Linked DNA regions of Capsicum annuum: region 1 is linked to region 2. The links are chromatin contacts, called in public Hi-C maps. All regions are on one chromosome and are shown on one strand. Each heading gives the region's core, a stretch centred on a gene start, on an enhancer-like site or on the middle of the called end of the contact. The rest is flanking DNA. Distances are from core to core; before and after follow the strand shown.

Region 1 (6,823 bases), core at 2,215-4,714, 290 kb after region 2:
TTTAATTATTGTAATTTTATAATACTTTTTCTTTTATTTATATTTAAGTGACACTGATATAATTTTAAGAGTCAACCAAATATTACGATTGAAGTAGCAAAGCAGACATGCCTTAAATGAGTCATAATAATTAATTACAAGTGATATAACAAAATTTCTATAAAAAAAATACTTGTGAAAAAAATTTAAGTGGACTCATATGAAACGTCAGGTTAATATAAAACACCAAGAGTTAATTTATCATTTTATGCCTATTTAATTTTTCTTATTAGATATTATTAATTTTTAATACTTAAATGACTTATAATAATTAATTAGGGTGATATAGTATAATAACGATTTAAGCAGCTAAAACAAACATGTCATAAATGTCTATTTTTATTTTTCTTACTAAATATTATTAATTTTTTAATAAGTAAATGACTTATAAAAATTAATTTGGGATGATATACTAAAATCACAGGTAGAAGCAGCCGAAACAGACATATCATAAATATTTATTTATTTTATTACATATTAATATTTTTTAATATGTTAATGATTTATAATAATTAATTAGGGGTGATATAAAAAAATCACGAGTTGAAGCAATTGAAGTAGACATGTCATAAATGATTATTTATTTTTTATATTAAATATTATTAATTTTTGAATGTGTAAATAATTTATAATAATTAATTAAGTGTGATATAGTAAAATTACGGGTGGAAGCAGCTGAAACAGAAATATCATAAATGATTATTTACTTTTTTTATTAAATAATATTAATTTTTTAATATAATAATTATTTACTTTTTTTATTAAATAATATTAATTTTTTAATATTTAAATAATTTATAATAATTAATTAATGATGATATAGTAAAATCATGGATTGAAACAGCAGAAGCAGGTGAAAGTAGGGAGGACAACCGAGAGGTATCTGCTGATGGCACTTATATACAAATAGTAAAATCAAGGATTGAAGCAGCTGAAGCAGGTGGAAGCAAGGAGGACAACCGAGAGGTGCCTGCTGATGGCACTTATATACAATAGTAATGTGTAAATAATTTATAATAATTAATTAAGGGTGATATCGTAAAATTACGGGTTGAAGCAGCTGAAACAAAAATGTCATAAATGGTTATTTACTTTTTTTATTAAATAATATTAATTTTTTAATATTTAAATAATTTACAACAATAACAACAACAAACCCAGTAAATTTTCACATCGTGGGATCTGGGGAGCTGATAAATAGACCTCGGCTCAAGACAAAGGACATTATATAAAACATCAAAAGCATGGAACACGCTAAAAATAACATAGGTACGACATCCACACAAAATTGTACATTGCCAAACAAAGGACACCGAGGCCCTCCTACCTACTGACTACGACTCATCCACCCATCTTAGCCCTCTACCCTAATGCTTTTCCTCCATACCTTCCTATCCAGGGCCATGTCCTCAGTCATTTGTAATCGCTCCAAGTCATGTTTAATCACTTTCCTCCAGTATCTCTTCGATCTACCTCTACCCCGCTTGAAACCATCCAAGTCCAACCTCTCACACCTACGAACTGGGGCATCCGTGCCCCTCCTTATCATATGACCAAACCATCTCAACCTCACTTTCCACATTTTATCCTCCACCGATACCACTCTCACCTTCTCCCGAATAATCTTATTCCTAACCCTATCAGTCCTAATAAATTCGCACATCCAACGCAACATCCTCATTTTTGCCACCTTCAACTTTTGGATATGAAAATTCTTAATCGATCAACACTCCGCTCCATAAAGCATAGCCGGCCGACCTGCAACTCTATAGAATTTGCCTTTCAACTTATGGGGCACCTTCTTATTGCATAAGATTCCCGAAGCGAGCCTCCATTTCATCCATCCTACCCCAATACGATGAGATACATCCTCATCTATCTCTCCATTCCCCTGAATCGTAGACCCAAGGTACTTAAAACTATCCCTCCTACAAACCGCCTGGAAATCCAACTTCACTACCACCTCCTCATCTTGCCTCGAGTCACTAAACTTGCACTCCAAGTACTCCGTCTTGGTCCTACTCAACCGGAACCCTTTAGACTCCAGGGTTTGTCTCTAAACATCCAGTTTATCATTAACACTTTGATGCGACTCATCAATCAAAACTACACCATCCGCAAAAAGCATACACCAAGGCTCCTTGCCTTGTATACTCCGCGTCAACACATCCATCACTAAGGCAAATAAAAACGGACTAAGAGTTGATCCCTGGTGTAACACTGTCAAGACCGAAAAATGCTCGAAATCTCCTCCCACTGTTCTTACCCGCGTCTTCGCCCCCTCATACATGTCCTTAATCGCTCTAATGTACGCTACTGGGACCTCCCTGTCTCTAAGCATCTCCAAAGAACCTACCTAGGGACCTTGTCATACGCCTTTTCCAAGTCAATAAATACCATATGAAGATCCCTCTTTCTCTTTCTATACTGCTCAATCAGTCTCCGCACTAGGTGAATTGCCTCAGTCGTAGAGCGACCAGGCATAAAATGAAATTAATTCTCCGAAAATAGACACAATCTTCCTCAACCTCCGCTCCATCACCCCTCCCAAATCTTCATCGTGTGACTCAACAACTTTATACCCCGATAGTTATTGCAATTCTGAACGTCACCCTTGTTCTTATATAAAGGGATCATCGCGCTCCATCTCCACTCCTCGGACATCTTTGCGGTCTTTGAAAATGTTGTTAAACAAGTTGGTCAGCCACCTCAATCTTGCCCTGCCAGAGAACTTCCAAAAATCCACGAGGATCTCGTCGGGCCCCGTCGCCTTCCCTTTCTTATCTTGCGAATAGCCTCACTGACCTCCTCTACCTTAAAACGCTGAGAATAACAGAAATCGCAACACTTTTCGAACTTAGTAAAATCACGGATTGAAGCAGCTGAAGCAAGTGGAAGCAGGAAGGACAACCGAGATGTGCCTGATGGCACTTATATATAATAGTAATATAATAATTAATTAATGATGCTATAGTAAAATCACGGATTGAAGTAGCTGAAGCAAGTGGAAGCAGGAAGGACAACCGAGAGGTGCCTGCTGATGGCACTTATATATAATAAAATAGTAAAGTAATATTCCCTCTGTTTTAAAAAGAATGATCTATTTTAACTTGGTAATTTTTAAATTTTGTGGCTTTAAATTAAAATTGTATCAAATATATCAAAATGTCCTTTAATCTTATGGTCCTAAACATACCATGTGGAAAATTGAAACTAAAGTATTGCTAAAAGAAGAAAGATCATTTTTTTAAAAATAAATTAAAAAAATAATTTATTCTTTTTGAAGCGGAGGGAGTAATATGTAATATCCAAACGAATTGTTGACCCTTGAAAGAATAAACTAAAGAAAATAAGTAGAGAAATGTGATTTCACTAGCCTGTATGTTCAGTGCAATAATAAACACATCACCATATTAATCAAGTTTGTCCCCACTTTCTTTGTCTTTCATTCTGATTTCTGCAGCCTTTCTCCAAACGCAATCTCCACTTTCAAGTTTGTTAGCGAATACAGTAAAATTAATTTGGTGAAATTTGAATTCTAAAGTTTCAAAAATGAAAGTTTAATTATAAATTAATTAATCATTATTATATCATAATAACACCGATTTGAAGACAATTAATCATTATGATTCTGTACAAATGCAAGTTTAAATATAAATTAATCAACTCTCTCAAAACACACACACTGTTTCTCAGCTTTACCTCTTTTTTGTCTTGTCTCTTGCACTCAAAATTGTCCTTTTTGTGCTTTTAGCTTCCACACTCCCACTGTGGCTCTCCATAATAATTTTGAAAAAGCACTGTCAGTTGTACATCTCCTGTCTGTCTACTTCATTTTCTGTAAGTTACCTTGTACAATTTTAGCTTGAAAATTTGACTTGTTGTAAGTGTATACATTGACTTGTTGGAACATGGGGTTTTCCTGTCGGTGGACCTTTTGCTGTACTATTGCCCCAATATTAGATTTCTTTTAATGGTAGATCTAATTTTTCAATGTGGGTTGGTGGGGTCTTCATTGTTTTAGTTCAAATTCTGGTTCACTCACCTTTCACATTTAGATTCAAGTTTTTTCAAGTTTATGTCATAGAATTTAATTTTACTCTGCTTCTTTAAGAAATATTTTAGGCAATCTTGCTTAAATTTTAGTTCACATTAACTATAATATGTTTGCTTCTGAAAATCTTGATCAGCTGATGTATTGATTTGGTAGCTATTTTGTGTTATTTTTGGTGTAAATGTTTTATTTCTTCATCAATCAAATGAATTCTTAATAGAAGTCAAGTATGTTAGATGGGAGTATCCTAATATAGGGATAATGTAATTTAGTGTTTTTTTACCAGAATTGAGTGCTTTTGAGAGATCAAGATGGAGGGAGGTGAAGATGCTAATGTCTTGCTGGAGTATGTTGAATTTCAGATTTTCCCGAGCCAGGGCAGGTTAGACTTCTGTTCTCTGTTCAACTGGTTTCATTCGTGTTACGACCTCGTAGTTCCTTGATCTTTGTTCCCTAGTTCTCATTTTATAAGGTTCCTGCAGTGGCATCTTTAAGAGGTTTGATCAATCATTGACACATTGTGGATAAAAATTTGAAGACTGACTATTCATTGGCCAAGCGCAACTAATTGAAAACACCAGTTGGGTTACAATGATTAATGAATTCGACATGGATGCTACTTTGGATCACAAATGAGCTTGTTCAATAATTTGGTTTTCCTTCTTGAAACAGGTATGAGACACGTATGTGCTATGGCAACAAGGTAGAGGCAGCATCCTCTGGGCTTCTGGAGCAATTAGTACTACATTCTCCCAAAATCAAGTCATTGCACTCCAAAGGCTCGGATTCCAGCTTCAAATTTAAGCCCCTGGGAAATCTTAGTGATGCCAAATGGTTTACGAAATCCACTTTAACCAGGTATATTCAGACAGCATTTGCTTCAAGCTATTTCTTTATTAGTTCTAAGTGTTCATATTCTCACATTGCAATTCCTTCTTTTTTTTCTTCAGGTTTCTTCGTATTATCAGTTCATCAAATATAGTTAATGTGGCCAAGGCAATGGTAAATGAAATATCACAGCTTGAAGATGCTCGAAAGTTTCATCTTTCTTTATACACAAAGGTGCTTTGGTGTTTTAACATGCTTTTTTCCCTTCAACTATTTCATAGAAACACGTGGCAAGCAAAATACTAAAGCTCGTTTACTCTTTCAGGGTCCTCAAGATCATACTGGGAGTGGGGAAACAGGTTAGTTCTACTATTCTGTGTTTAATAATATTAAACATAAAACCGCATCATGTCCTATTCTGCCTTGAATTATGCCTAGACTAGTTTGACTATGTTGCCTCTGCGACTACCCTTTCTTCGTAGAATGTTTGTCAAAAGAAAAAGGGACTGCAGAGCAAGTGATATCCTTTCTTCTTCTTTTTCCAGCAGATGTCAGCTACTCAAATTGTGTGGCACCAACAGTTGATGTAATTTGATCTCTCCTTCTTCGTGAATCATCTTCTCGTTTCACAGAGATTATTGCTTATATATGAGTTGAAGCTAACGTGATTTCTGATTTCCATCCAGGCTGATGATAACCCATCGTCAACAGATGCTGCTTCCAAGTATGTCTTTGAGACTCTTTAAAGTTTAAATTCTATAGTTATTCAAGGATCTCCTAAAATCCTCACTGTAAACAGGAATGAATTGTTGCGAGCAATGGACTTGAGGCTCACTGCATTAACAGAGGAATTAGCTACGGTTTTTGACCAAGCTGTTGGCACCAAATGCTCTTTGGGGGATATCACTAACATAGAAAAGTTCTCTAACTATTTTGGAGCTGTTAACTTAAGGTACGCTAATGGATTGGAAAGGCAACTGATGGTAGAAGGGTTTTGTTTTTACATTTAACAAATTATGTGGTAATTTCTATGTTCTATCAACATTTCTGAGAACTTTTAGTTTGTCTACTATTTTGAGTGGTCATATTATAATGGAAGCCACATTTTCCCTTTGGTTCAGTTTGAAGTACCATAACTTAATAGTAAAATAATAGAGTTATAGGAAATTGAAAGTGAAGTACCACAAATTATGGCATGGAAGGAGTTATTTTTGAATTGTCCATGTGTTGATTCGGAGGTCTTCCTAACCCGTTCTCGTGGACATACACTCATTTGGTTGAGAGGAGAGACTTGAATTCTGGGTTTGACACTATTATGACTGCTCCCTTTGTTGAATTAAGGTGACTTAGCTACCCTTGCCTCATACTAAGAAATTTCCTCTCAAAGGCCTTAGTGCTTCTTAGTTTTACCAGTTCAGATTGGAGCCTTTTTTCTGCACAAGTGCTCGTTATGGAGGGATTGAAAAAATTTGTCCAAATTCTTTTGAAATAATGTGAGAGGGGGAATCATTCACTTTCTTGGGGCAATAGAACTTTGAAAATTTAAAACTTCTGAGTATTGGATGTATTTCTTTCGTATGTAGTTTAACCTGTAAATAGGCTCCTTCTCCCTATCAATGATATGAAACTAAATCTTCTAGAACCACGATATGTGGAACTGGTAATGACCAAGGATGTGCTGTATCTTGTAGGAACTGTCTGCAGAAGTTTGTTGCATTGAGACAGGAGAACACAAATTGTGATTCTCTTGGTAAAGAGCCACCTCTCTCCAACACCGATGTCAGGAACGAAAAAGCTGGTCCAGTATGGAGTACTTCTAAGACATCCAGACCGTCACAGTCAGATACAGCTGTGAAATATAGTGCCTCGCCTGCTCAAGCTGCTCAGCTTGAGAGGCAAAGC
Region 2 (6,752 bases), core at 1,994-4,493:
CACTATCAGTAAAGGCAATTTATCAACAGTAGAAATAACTTCATTCGGGTTATTCATATAACCAAAACCCCAGAAGAAACTTGTACTCTAACTTGTCGAATGTGTATCGTTAATCACATACTGAAAAATTGAGAAAGAACACCTTAAACTTAAATGTCTAAGACTATTCCAGTATTATCAAAAGCGAAATACACCAAAAGGCTCTACGGCCTTTTGGGGCTTTAAGCGCAAAGTGCAAATAAAGCGTGAGCTTTAATGAGAAAAGGTGCAAATGGAGAAAAACTACAATTATGTATGTGCAGTCCGAATTAATAATCATAAGTATGAATAACAAATATACGTACAAGGAAATTGAAAAAAAATACACTAAAGTGAAATATCAATTATTTAGTGTCGGAATCTTTAGGATTTCACTCATTGCAAGGAAAAGTATGCCTTAGAGCCTTGGCGACAACACTGAAGCACCCATAAAGCGAGGCAAAGTGCTCAACTTGATTTGTGCCTCGCTTCAGGGCTTAAGCGCGCTTTTGACAATACTGGACTATTCTCATGTTAAATCTCCAGTTCACCCTTCCTAATATCTACGTTGTGCGGACTCTTTACTTTTGATGCCGCACCCGAGTCGGATTCTCCAACGATTCACTACTTTTGAGAATCCGACACGCACGCTGAAATTTCTGGAGAGTCCGAGCAACATAGACTAATATTGTACTTAGTTTTAGCACAAATTTCACAGTTAAGAACCGAACACCTCTCGTATACACCTAAGAATAGTTTGTGCTGTTTTACAATAAAGGATGAATACGACTTATCAATAAATAAATAAAGAGAAGTATTGAAAATACCCCCAAACTTGGCGCAGATTATTACTTTAGTCCTCAAACTATACCTAATATTAAAAATACCCCTATACTTGACTAAATGAATCTAAAACACCCCCGTTTTGCCATATCTGTTCACTCGCGGTCGAGCTGCACTAGTCTATTGATGTGTTACTTATGTGGCATTCACGTAGATACTTAAAGCCAAAAAGAAAAGAAAAAAAGACATCTAAAAGGAAGTCCTCTAAACAACCCTACCCGGTGAAATCAGCCCCACAAGCTCTCTCACATCACTAGAACTTTTCCCCTCCCCCTCATTATTCTCTCAGAATTCTCCAATATAACCCTTTGATTTCCATTTCCAAGTAAATCAAAGGATTTTAACCTAAAAATCTTAGATAAAAGTATCAGTTATAATCTCCATTCATTTTGATTTCTGATTTATTTAGCGTGGGTATAGTTTGGGAACTAACTAATGCTAGGTATAGTTCCTGTCTTAGGGGCATTTCTAAATTTATTTAGCCAAGTATAGGGGTGTTTTTAATACTGGTAGATTGGGGACTAAAGTAACGATTCGTGCAAAGTTTAGGGGTGTTTTCAACACTTCTCTCATTAATAAATAAACAAAGGACTGATGTGCAACCCAACTCCATTAAGTGAAACCTAAACTATAGAAATCACCAAGATGAGCAGCAGAAAAGACACTAAAAGGAAATCTAATTAAAACACCTGGAACTGTAAACATACACAATTCGACAATTTCTGTCAACCTTGTGCTTCCAATATACCAAAGAAGAGCCCCAACTTCATTAACGGCAAACATTTTCCCCTTTTATACCCATAAAAAGACAACTGTACAATGCACATCAGTTTCTGAACAAAAACAATCTACGGCTTCTCCACTTCTATACTCTGTTTTTCACTATAAACCTTCAGCAACAAACTCTTGACGAACATATTGTTCACGTCCAACCCTATAACAACAGTGCGTACTACTAGCAGCATCTGTGGCAAAGCTAAAAATTTATTCAAAATATTATTAGAATTTCATACCTAGGATTTGAACATGTGACCAGACGAAATTTTTGAACCCCCTTTGCCGTTTCACAAGAATTCTTGCCTTATCAAGGGGATTCAACATTTTATATAACCACAAAAAGTAAGACCGGTTTTACCGATTTGCGCCAAGATATTTTTTACAAGAGGAATAGCTTGCGCAACTTAATTTTCAACGAAGGGGATTAGGTTAACCCCCCTTACCTATACCTAGTTCCACCCTTGATTAGCAAGCTAAGACACAAAAATCTCTTCTTTACTCATGTATCTCTTACAAGTAAATAAAGAGTTATTTTGCATATGTAGCATCCAAACAAACAAAGGTCCAGAAAACTAAATTAGGAACTGCTGTATGTGTTTTTAGGACACCCTCAGAAAAATCTAGACCCTTAGAAAAATCTAGCACCAAAGCAACCTTATTTTAAGTCATAAATTCAAGAAATCGCATACCAGCACTCTCAATTTCTCTTTTAGTTGATCTAAGTTTCATATTTGGAAGGGTATGTATGATCCTCTTCATGGGTTAATGAAAATTTGCTCCATTGAAGAGGATTGTTTAAGTTCTCGCATTTGCCTGACCACCCCCCACCCCAAACCCAAACACAGCTTTTGCAACTTCAACTCATAAGCATAACTAAGAATAGTTCAGAACACAAGATTGAGCAGAAGATCGAAGAAACCTGTAAGTGTATATTCCGAAAACGCTCTTGAGCATCGCTCATACTGAACGAACGATCTCGCTTGGAACCAATCTCTCTCCTTTGAAGCTTCTTAACGCTGTTCACAAACCCATCCATTCCACCGCGTGGCCTCTTCTTTGCCACCACCCTCCTTCCACAACATGGCCTAGGACTAGCAGTTATTCTCCTTCCATCCATTCCTAAAAACACCTCTACAAAATCCTACTACAAATCTCAAACCCTAACAAACAAATTGCAACATGCGTACACACAAAACACCAAGTTTTATATTCTGTCTTCTGGGATTTTAGAGTGAAAAACAAATGTGGGTTGCAATGTTTAAACCCTAACTTTCAAATACCCATGAAAAGGTGAGATTTTTACAGTTGCTAAACAGCAAAACTTAAGAGAGTACACTTTGTTGGGTAGCTGTTTTTGGGAAGTGAGCGTGAAATTTTAGTCAAGGGATATAATGGTACAGGGCATATGAGCTTAGTTGGTATAGTAATAAATTGAGCCGAAAATGGAAAGGCGAGTGAAACACTGTTTGGATTTTGGAAGTGGAGAGGGAGGGAGGGAGCGAGGGAGGGAGGGAGGGTCCAGACTTCAGAGAGAGAGAGAGAAAATTGTCGGAATTTGAAATTTGTTGAAAAAGGGCTTTCATTTCTTTTCTGTTCTTTTGTTCTCATTCTGATATCCGTATTTGAGTTTGATTAATTCAAATCGTGCGATGCATAACCTATTAAGATAACAGCGCTCTCAATAGAGTTTCTCTGTACTCAGAATCGAACCCTCAATCTCTAGTTAAGGGCCCACAAGATAATTCTTCAAAGGAAAACAAATACAAATAAAACGTTTAATTTTGCAAGTTATAGCAAAAATTGATATAAAAAAGAGAGAAAAACTATCTTTTATTTTATTTTTAAAAATAAAAATAAATTTTATATTAAAAAAAGAGATTTCGTACTAATAAAAAGGGATGACATTTATTATTAAGATATCAATTATTCCTTTTATTAGTTCTCAAAATGGCTTTCTCTTTCTTTAACGATATCACTTTATCCTTCTTCGTAACAATCATACGTTTTTTTTTCAATTCTTTATTATCAACATAGAATTTTTCTTTTTTATCACGATTTTCTTTTAAATTATTTCACCCTAATTGTCTTCTTTCGGGTAATTCCATAACCCAACTTAAAAAGGTATCTTTGTACCACCTAAATTCTCCTAAAGTCCTACATCGAAGATCATTCAAGAGAGTACGGACGGTTTCATATTGCTTGGTATATCTACCATTAAAATGTTATAAAATTGTAAGATCAAGGGTATAAACTGCATCTTCCCTATTTGCAACTAGGGTCATTTCTAAGTTATAAATTCCATCGCTAACAGCTCTAGTGTTAACAATAACAGTTTTCTGGTCAAGAGTTAAAAAATTGTCCCACCAGCCACGAAGTTGGCCAGTAAAACCTGCAATAATCATTCTGCAAATAATTCTATCAAAATTACTTTCAATATTCTTACAGATAGTTTCGTGCATCATCATACGATGCACAAGAATCGTTAATTACCTATCAGTTAAGTTATCAAGATTTCATTCATAAATCTCAGTACCACTATAAGACGTATTAGTGTGATTCCAATCTCGTTCCTTAATTAAAACATCTTGAGGAGTAGGCCGCGGATAGTAGTAAGTTTTCATACTTGGTAAATCAATATATTTTTTCCATGATTGTTTTTTAATTATTCCTCTAAGCTTATTAAGCTCCGACTTAATCTGAGCTTTCAAATCAGGAATAGATTCTAATTAGTTAACAAAATCATTTGATAAATCTATGGGTTTGGCACTCAAGCCAACAAGCTTTTTATCAAGAAGCTCTTCTAAATCTTTTAAAGATCTATTTGTTTGAAAACCTTTTATTTCAAGAAATCATTGAATACTAGCATAATAGTTGGAACTTCTGTCTTACTTCCTGGAGAGGAGGCAAGCTCAGTAGATTGCTGACTAGTACTCATTTTTTTAACTAAATCGGTTAAATCATCAAGTTTTTTATCAAGGGAACTAATATGTTCACCCAAAAATTTAACATATAAGCTCAAATAATTATTTTGAAAAATCATATTATTAATCTCTGCGATGCTTACCGCTGCTACTTCATTATCAATGAATTTCTGGAAAGAAAAAATAGTAATATCTGTATTATTAGGTAATATAAAAGGTGCTTGAGGAGGGTAAACAACTTTAATAATATTACCACTCCCGTCATTATAAGATTGTTCCAAAACCTTCATGTATAACGACAGATATGTGGGGATAAACCAAGGAACAAAATGCATAATATGATTATGTAATGCACATACTTCATAGAATTCTTGAGAAATATTATTTAATTCCTCAGGACTATAAGTCTTAGAAAAACAAGTTCTAAACTGGTTTCATTTTTTATCAAAAGATTCGTTTTTAATATAATTTCGTGTCTGGGATCCAGGACTAAAATCAATTTGGTGTGGAATCATCAATTATCATTTGGATCGAAGTTCATTTCAGAAGCAGTAGGAATATCTATATCAGAGATATTATCACGATCTTGAACAATATTTATACGAGGATTGACTTTAACTTTTTCAACAAATCTTGAAGAATCGGTTTCAATTGTATGCAAAGAAGTAATACGACTTATAGCTGGACCATATGATGGTCTACTAGAGAAATATCATGCATAGCAGGCAATAATTTAGGCATAAAAATGAATGTCTATTATAAACAGTAGACTTATCATCAAATTGAATACAAATCCTCGCATTTGGATTTTGCATGACATGTAAAAAGTCGTTGTTCGTCAAGTCATTAGTAACCTGACTTGGAGATATAACCGAATTCAAGTTCCAAGTAGTGGGAAAATCAATTTCATCCTATCTAATAGGTCTCTTAATGATAACCTTAGACCTTGAAAAATTAGTTTCGACTAATATAGTTTGATAAGATGTGTCATATAATTTACATCTAGGATTTAATATAGACAATAATTTATAATAAATTATGTATGATAGATATATAAGTTCAGATTCGGCGCATAATTATAACCATGCGTCTTTACATTTAATGTCAAAGCATCAAGAATATTCACATCAGTCAAAGATAATTGCAAATTTGGCTGAGTATTGAAATAAACTGGACCATAGGCCACAATGGATTCAATCGAACCCAAATCAGTTTGAAACAAACTCATTTTTGGTTTAAATATGATCAAACCATTTTGTATTACAATCTTCTTGAAGATGTCAAGATATTTGATATGAAGTTCAAATATTTTTTATAACACTAATATATCATCAATATAAATAATGATGAAATCTATATAAGGATTGAAAATATCATTCATGATTTTTTGAAACTCAGAAAGGGGCATTTTTTAAGCTAAATGACATAACATTCCATTCATATTATCCAAATAGTACACTGAAAGCAGTTCTACAAGTGTTCTCTTTAAATATTTGAATTTGCCAATATCCCGATTTCAAATCAAATTTTGAAAATATATTGGCATTATATAATGTTGAAAGTAAATTTTTTTAATTTGGAATGGGATACCAAATCCATTTCAAATATTTATTCGAATGTTTGTAGTTTATAACTAACCTGTGAACATCATGTTCTTTTTCTGCAACATTATTAACATAAAATGTAGTACACGACCAAGGGGATTTTGAAAGTTTTTTCAAACCCTTCTGTAACAAATTATCAATTTCTTTCTTGCAGAATTCATTTGGCAAGGTTTTGATTTGGTCGGGATAGCATCCTCAGAGAAATTATCTTCATATGGAAGAGTAACAATATGCCTTTTACGATTCCAAAAAGCACTTGGATGATCAGCACAAATATCAACAACCATTTGTTCAAAAATTAATTTAATTTTTTCCTGTATCTTAGCAGATTTCATAGTATCACAAATATTCATGCTAAGTAATTCAAGTTGTAAAGAATCAACATGCCGCTGCTTCATATTAATTAAAGCATCAATATCCCTAGTTACTGGATCTGTAATAAAAGAATAAGATATCTCTTTATTCTTGTAAGTAGCGGTAAATCCTTTTGTATCAATATGAGTATAAGGATAAATGACATTAATAAACGGAGTTCCAAGTATAATTGGAAAGCATAACTGATTTTTTTACCAAAAAGAAGAAATGTGGA

Evidence for each region. Hi-C and Micro-C count contacts between places; a contact is called where the count stands out from the background.
Region 1: a contact with region 2 is called in a Hi-C map of leaf, with 2.6 times the contacts expected there. The contact joins the promoter of LOC107873356 here to the promoter of LOC107873358 in region 2. A contact is called at or near these places in 2 of 5 Hi-C or Micro-C datasets (leaf and placenta).

Annotation. Positions count from the first base shown.
Region 1 is chr6:68,755,446-68,762,268 of UCD10Xv1.1, forward strand. It overlaps LOC107873356 (nucleolar protein dao-5), which reads left to right and starts at 3,465. Exons shown (of 12, transcript XM_047414755.1): 1 at 3,465-3,879; 2 at 4,380-4,475; 3 at 4,766-4,951; 4 at 5,044-5,155; 5 at 5,247-5,280; 6 at 5,467-5,507; 7 at 5,608-5,645; 8 at 5,721-5,873; 9 at 6,613-6,823. The coding sequence starts at 4,405.
Region 2 is chr6:68,461,864-68,468,615 of UCD10Xv1.1, forward strand. LOC107873358 reads right to left here and starts at 3,244. Exons shown (of 8, transcript XM_016720185.2): 1 at 2,558-3,244. The coding sequence starts at 2,755.